2 separate regions of the Rattus norvegicus genome follow, and region 2 is linked to region 1. Evidence: chromatin contacts called from public Hi-C data. All regions are on one chromosome and are shown on one strand. The core of a region is the stretch at or near the end of the contact, and the rest is flanking DNA. Distances in the headings are between cores, read along the strand shown. Region 1 has its middle 32 kb from the start of Wnt2b. Region 2 holds the start of Cttnbp2nl (CTTNBP2 N-terminal like).

Evidence for each region. Hi-C and Micro-C count contacts between places; a contact is called where the count stands out from the background.
Region 2: a Hi-C map of Schwann cells shows a contact between it and region 1, with 3 times the contacts expected there. The contact joins the promoter of Cttnbp2nl here to the enhancer-like site in region 1. A contact is called at or near these places in 12 of 12 Hi-C or Micro-C datasets (the A7r5 cell line, the Rat2 cell line, Schwann cells and 7 more) and 1 of 1 datasets of contacts at active chromatin or transcription factors (oligodendrocytes).

What each region holds. Positions count from the first base shown.
Region 1 is chr2:195,186,875-195,190,269 of GRCr8, reverse strand. No RefSeq gene overlaps it. Among named protein-coding and RNA genes, the nearest start is that of Wnt2b, 32 kb to the right of the region's middle. Within about 2 kb of position 1,614, at least 59 of the 93 cell types and tissues checked have an H3K27ac peak or open chromatin away from gene starts, as enhancers often do. A contact at or near this core is called in the A7r5 cell line and Schwann cells, where this site is marked.
Region 2 is chr2:195,241,120-195,244,354 of GRCr8, reverse strand. It overlaps Cttnbp2nl (CTTNBP2 N-terminal like), which reads left to right and starts at 1,452. Exons shown (of 6, transcript NM_001107712.2): 1 at 1,452-1,485.

The DNA.
Region 1 (3,395 bases), core at 365-2,864:
TGGTCCTCCTACCTAACATACAGTAACTCACAAACCATAAATTGGCCAAAGATCCTACAGCAGAGCCAGGCTGAGATGTAGTCATAGCTGCAAGTCAAGGTCTCGAGAAGGACTGCTCCTGGTTGAGAAATGCTACTAACCGTTGCCTAGTTTGTGTTGAGTTGTGATGTGTTTGGGTGGTGCTAGGGACCACCATATGCTAGGTGTTTATTCCACCACTGAACGCCATCCTCAGTCCTGCAGCTGGGATTCAAACCCATAGCCGTTTGGTTTCAAGGCCGCATCCCTTCCGCTGGCCACACTACCATCTTGAACAGGTCAGAGGGTTGCAACCAGGGGCTCACTCCGCCTTCTGAAAGCCCTGGGGCCACCTGTGATAGATAGCTCACACCTTTGACCCCAGCACTGGGGAGGCAGAGGCAGGCGGATCTCTGAGTTGGAGGCAAAAGTACTCTGCATATTGAATTCCAGGACATCCAAGGATACCCAAAGAAACTCTGTCTTGAAAACAAACAAGCAAACAAAAAAGCCCCAGGATATTAAATCCCCAGCACCAAGAACAAGCAAAGCCAGCAATGCCTGTAGGGAGTTAGGACACTAGCTGACTGTCAGTCATGCTCCCAAGTGAGTCCACTGGTATTTTTCTTTTAAGCTCTTCAGCTGAGAACAGGACACAGGGAAAAACAAAAACAAGAAAACCTGGATTTTAATGAGGAGAAAGGGTAATTTGTGTACTCACATGGGATCAAACCAGAGAAACTTAGAAAACCTCTGGGTAGGTCTCCTGTGTTAAAAATGAGTCCTAGAAAGGTCAAGAGACTACCCAAGTTCAGTTCATGGCAGAGCCCACACAGTAAACTGTAGTCCCCACCCCCGCCCACCACTTCAGCCTCATCTTCTCCTGAGCTGACCTTGGACCAGCAGTTCCCAGTCTGACCCTGGCTACTCCCTCAGACCTACCCTCTCTCCTCTCTCCTGCTTCTCCACAAAGCTTGGCTTTGATCTTGCTTACCTAGGCTGCCTCAGGCTGCCCACCACCCCGATTGCCACAAGAATCCTGTCCTCAAGTCTCTGAACAGGTTTGACAGTGGGGGTAAAGGCAGGAATGAGAAGCATGACAGGGCTTCTGCTCCCAGGCTGGCCCTCTGTGTGGCCTCAGGCCTGGGAAGCTCACAAGCAAGCTTGCTCCTCAGGTAGAGCCGGGAAGCCACAGAAACTAAGCATCTGTCTCCTCCCTGCTCTGTGTCTGACTTGCCACACCTGCCTGTGGGGAAGGGCGGCCAAATGCTTAAGGAGAGATACCTTCCTCCGCCCCCTTTCTCCATCAGAACTCAGACCCTAAGCTCCTCCTTAAACTGCCTTTTGCATTCCTAAAACTCCCCATCTCTCTTAGCTGCTGTGTGCTCCCTCTCCTCTTCCCTGCCTGTCCCACCTAAATCACAGCCTTCCAGGACTGTTTGTACCTCAGGGCAGCTGGTATCCTCAGGAAGCCCCTGACCAAAAGGCATCTGGGGAGGCAGGGTGGTTTGGAGGTGGTGGCAGGGCATAAACAGGCCCCTTCTCCATCCCTCCTCTCAGCCTGGTGAGTCAGCAGCACAGGGCCACACACAAGGCTCCCATTCAGGGCTCAGCTTCCTTCTGCTATAACTCAGATCTTGGCCTCTCTCCCTCCCTTATTCTCTATGTGGGCCTTATTCTCACCATGGGAAAGCTCTGCTCCCTGCCCCGGGCCTCCACGCCCCAACCCCCACCCCAACTCCCCAACACCACATCAGTCTACATTCCTCACTCTTGCTTTCTGGGGAGTAGGGTAATCCCAGCCGGCTGTGGACATAGAGGACCCAGAACAAAATAGAAATGATACATTCGTGAGTCCTCATTTGCATATCCAATAGAGATCTGTGGGCGTGCTGGCATAAGTCTGTGATGCCAAGTTGAAGGACAGCCTGGGTTACATAGCAAGATACTGTATTGAAAGGAAATAAATACAGGTGAAAGCCAGTTGTTTGTTGTTGGTGGCTCTTATGTAACCTTGAGCTGGATCTAGAAACACACACACACACACACACACACACTAAGTGCTGCAGTTTACACTTTGGTGGTGGGGATGAGTCACACATAGTGACATCTTACAATAATGCACGTCTTGAGACATAGTAGGTGTCTCAGGTTGGGGTGGGGGCTGTCCAAGAGCCTAAAAGGAGAGCAGGATCAGAGGGCTTAAAGATTTATAATTCACTCAGGCAGAAGGGAGAGGTATCTTGGGTGCAAAAGGAATTTGGACCCAAAAGACATTAAGAATAACAATATTGGGGGTTGGGGATTTGGCTCAGTGGTAGAGCGCTTGCCTGGGTTCGATCCCCAGCTCCGAAAAAAAAAAAAGAATAGAAAAAAAAAAAGAATAACAATATTGTCGTTCTCTATGGAACCCAGGGAAGTGACGACGATGTGAGCTACCTCTTCCAGTAGCTTGCCCTCTTCCCATTGGGATTTCTGCCTAGCACACAGCAGCTAGTCTGTAGGTTATCTGCCCTTGTCCATTGGAGTTGCAGGGTAGGGAAGACAAACTTGCACGTCTGAACTAAACTTGCACGTCTGGATTAAAGGACGCTGGTTCTGATGCCACTGCTGAGCACAAATGCCAAGCAGGCTTCTTCAGGCTGGCAGCCTCACCCTGCTCCCAAAAGCTAGGTTGATCGCTCCCCCTGGTGTTCGGACGTGGACAACTTCAATGGGACGAGGTGCTGCTGCTCATCAACCTCAGCAACCTAGAGCGATGTGTTCTGCGGCCAGGAGGGGGCGCTGCACCAGAGCCGCCCGCAGGCAGTGCCGCGTGCCCTCTCCTCTCGCCTGTGCTCAACTTCCTTGGGGATGAGCCTCCTGCTAGGTTCCTTTAAAAAAAAAAAAAAAAGAGGAAGACAATGACGATGATGACGATGATAAAAGGGGAGAGAATGATAGGACCACCTCACAGGATTGCTATGTTTTGGTTTTGGGGGTTTGGGGTGTTGGGTGCTGGGGATTAAGCCTAGAGTCTCACACTCACCAGAGTATAAACACTGGAACAGTGAGCTACATCCCTGGCCCTTTTACATGCTTTTAAGTTTGAGATAGGATCTCACTAAGTTATACATGCTGTCCTTGAATTTGTGATCCTTCTGCCTCAGCCTTTCATGGAATTGGGATTACAGGCCTGCCTGCCCTATGAGCCTTTGTTTGCCTTGGGTCTTAAAGGAGCACGTTTAAAAAGGAAACTAGTTCTTAGCACAAATGAGCCCTCACCAAGTCTTGGATAGTGACCAACTCCTTACATGTCCTTACTGCTAGAGGGGTCAGGTTGAGTATCACTATTTATTATCCACACACTGCATGATACCCCAGAAATGTCGTGTTGA
Region 2 (3,235 bases), core at 203-2,702, 54 kb before region 1:
ATTAATTCTATAACCTTCAGTTGGATCTCTTGGTTTCTTTGACTCGTCATAATCACTCACGGTGATGTCCACTATACAGGGTATGACAGCACTGACACGGATATTATATGGATGAACATAACACTGTGTTGACAGGAAATACTGTTTTACTTCCTCTAAACCATGATTACTCAGGCTGGGCATCTCTCTACCCAGACTGTAAACTGCACCTGTCTCGAGGACTGTGTTTGCCTAGGGCAGTGGTTCTCAACCTTCCTAGTGCTGCTGTCCTTTAATATAGTTTCTCACGTTGTGGTGCTCAACCATAATTTCGCTGCTACTCACAGCTGTAATTTTGCTGTTATAAATTGTAATGTAGGTATTTTTTTTTTTTTACAGATAAAGGTTATCCGAGGGGTTGTAACCCACAGGTTGAGAACCACAGGCAGAGAGAGTATTAAATTCCTAATATTCTCCTGCTGATAATTGTGAGGATTAGGAATAATGTATTCAGAGTAGCATGTTACTTGTGCACTTAAATACTTGTTTTCTTACATGTACTTGTTACAAATTCTTTAAAACAATGTGGTCAATCACTTGTGAGCTGAAGTGCAGGCTACGGTAGAGTGCGTTCTCTTCCCTCCAGGTTATCCGGTCTTGTTTTTATCACTAAGATCTGCATTCCTGTGTTCACAAGGACAGTCATTCCCCCTCATCCAACTGTTTTGTTTTGGCTTCGTTAAAAACGCATTCCCCACAGTATGACGGGGCCCAAACATATAAAAGAGGGCCCCACATTCATGAAAGGCAAGCACAGTGTGGGAAAACTGCGCGTAAGTTTGCAATTATTTGGCTTCGCCCTGAAAGGAAGGTCGGCAGGGGTTATGCCCTCCTCTACCGGGTGCTGTCCTGTCTGTTCAACCCCAGAGTCTCCCTTTGTGTACCCAGTGTGATGTGTTAAAGGAGATGGTCTTGTGCCCTTGCTTTCCAGCACCACACCCAAAAGTCAGTGCAGAGAGAGAGAGAGAGAGAGAGAAAGTGAGAGAAGCAAAGAAGACACGTTACTAGGTTTTCAATAACTAATTCTAAAACAAACGCTAAAACTCACTTCTTTTATTCACATTTTGGATAAACCCCAAATTAAGCCACCAAAAGGTGTTCTCAGGATCCTGAAAAGTTGCAGAGCCCAGGCGGAGAGCAGAGCGAACCCAGACTCCAGCCGACCAGAGGTGGTACTTCCTCCCGGAAGTGACGCCAGCTCAATCCCAGCCTGGCTCTCCCAAACAAAAGGGATCTTGCAGCCCCAGGAGGAGCCGGGATGACTTTGGAGAAGCCCAGCCTTCAGGCGGCGAGGATTGGTTGCAGAGCCGCAAGGGCAAGACTATAATTGGCTATGGTATCTGCCGGTCACTGCCGGCGGATGAGGGGGCGGGTCCTGGGAGGCTGGGGATGGGGAGCGGGCGGCGGAGGCGGCGGCGGGGAAGGATCCCGGAGCGCCGAGGCCAGGTACGGAGCGCGGGGTCCGGGCTCTGCGGTGCTGGGTGGCCGGGTCTCCGAGAGAGCCTCCCGGCCCGGAGCGTGTATGGCTTTCAGCAGCAGTCCCTGTCGGGGTAGGGATGGTCCCTTAGGGGGCGGGGCCGCCGCCTCCAGATCCCGGGATTCCCCGAGGAGGCGTCGCGGCATCCTCCAGGGTCCTCGCGACTGTTCATTGTCTCTCGCCAGCCTCCGCCCTTTAGCAGGGGTCTCCCCCTGACCTGTCTCACTCCATGTCGCCTTTTGCCCAGCCCTAGCCTCGGAGAGGGACTGGTGGGTGCAGTTTCTAAGCTGCAGCCCCCACCCCTATATTGGACCCCCGCAAGTCCAGGCATCCCTTCCCACACCTGCCCCTGCTGGCAAGTCTGGGTCCAGAACTAGGGTGCTGTATAAGATCTAAAAAAAAAAAAAACAGCGTTGTTCTTATGAGGGATGGGCGAGGAGGAGGGAAAAAAAAGACGAGACCCAGACAGACACCTCCAACAGTCAGAGCGGCCTTCTCCCCTCTTTAGCTCTTCCCATCCCCCAGCCTCTGATTGCTCCTACGGTCCCCCCAGATCCTGTGTTGTCTTGTTGAGTGTTGAGAGCTCCCCGGCTTAAATCATGTATTACCTTCTTCCCTTCGCCCTTTGTACCTTCCTCGCCCTTTATTTTTCTTGTGGGAGAAGCCAGCTTTTGGGGGATTTTTAGGTTTGAGTTGCCTTTCAGTTTTGCTTTCTACCCGGTTTCTTCCCTGAGAACTTAATAGGAAAGCATCCGCATATTTCATAGCAAGGTGGGTGTGTTAGCTTTCAGCAGAGTTAGCCTTGTGTGGGTAGGAATGCAGTGTGTATTGTTTGACAGTCAGTTATTAATACCATATTTTCAAATGAAACGGTGTGGAGAAGTCAGTAAATGCCTTTGCAGTAGGAATCCCCATCTCTCAGTTTGTAGTGGGCTGGTCCGTTGCTCCGGGAGACTGCAGTTAACCTTGAAGGTGTACGGCAGGTTGAAACAAAAGACAGGAAGTATTTGAACAAAATTCAGGTTCAGTTGGCTAGGTTTATAATTAATCTGGTCCTGTGGCCTCTGAGTACTATCTCACCCCTGTTTTATAATGAGATTTTATCTCAAAGAAAACGTATCTACATGTGATATGATTCTGTCTGGCGTGCCCGCATCATCAACCAAAATTTAAAGCATTAAAATAAAAGGTAGTTTTCAATTTCAGAACAAGAGCCTTGTTGACTGTCCCGATGTTAATGTCATCGAATCTCTAACCATCAGCTGTGGCTAGCAGTACCACCTATTAATTTTTCTATATTTTTGGCATTTTAAATTTTGATCCCGAGTTCATTTTACTGTTGGTTATTTATAGCCGACAGATGTGAGGTGCAGAGTTGCAGTCACAGAGGGCGATTGTAGTGGCTGTTGTCTGTAGCCTTCCTGAGTAGACTTCCTGAAGGTAATTAGTTTTGAATAGTCAGGTTCCAGAGCCACTCTAGGGCTCTGTGATTGTTTCCAGACACCTAGAGAAAGGAAGCACAAAGAAGAAACTGTATACAGGGTCTCTCCTGCAAACACAAAGTTTATTGCCATAGGAAGGAGAGATCCATTATCCCAGAAATAGCATCAGGGGTTTAAAAAAAAAAACTAGAAGTAGAATAGGAAACCCCCAAAAGATGTATCTTATTACATGAGTGGAGAACAGGAAATAAATCCAGGTAGGAGACGTCGGGAAACC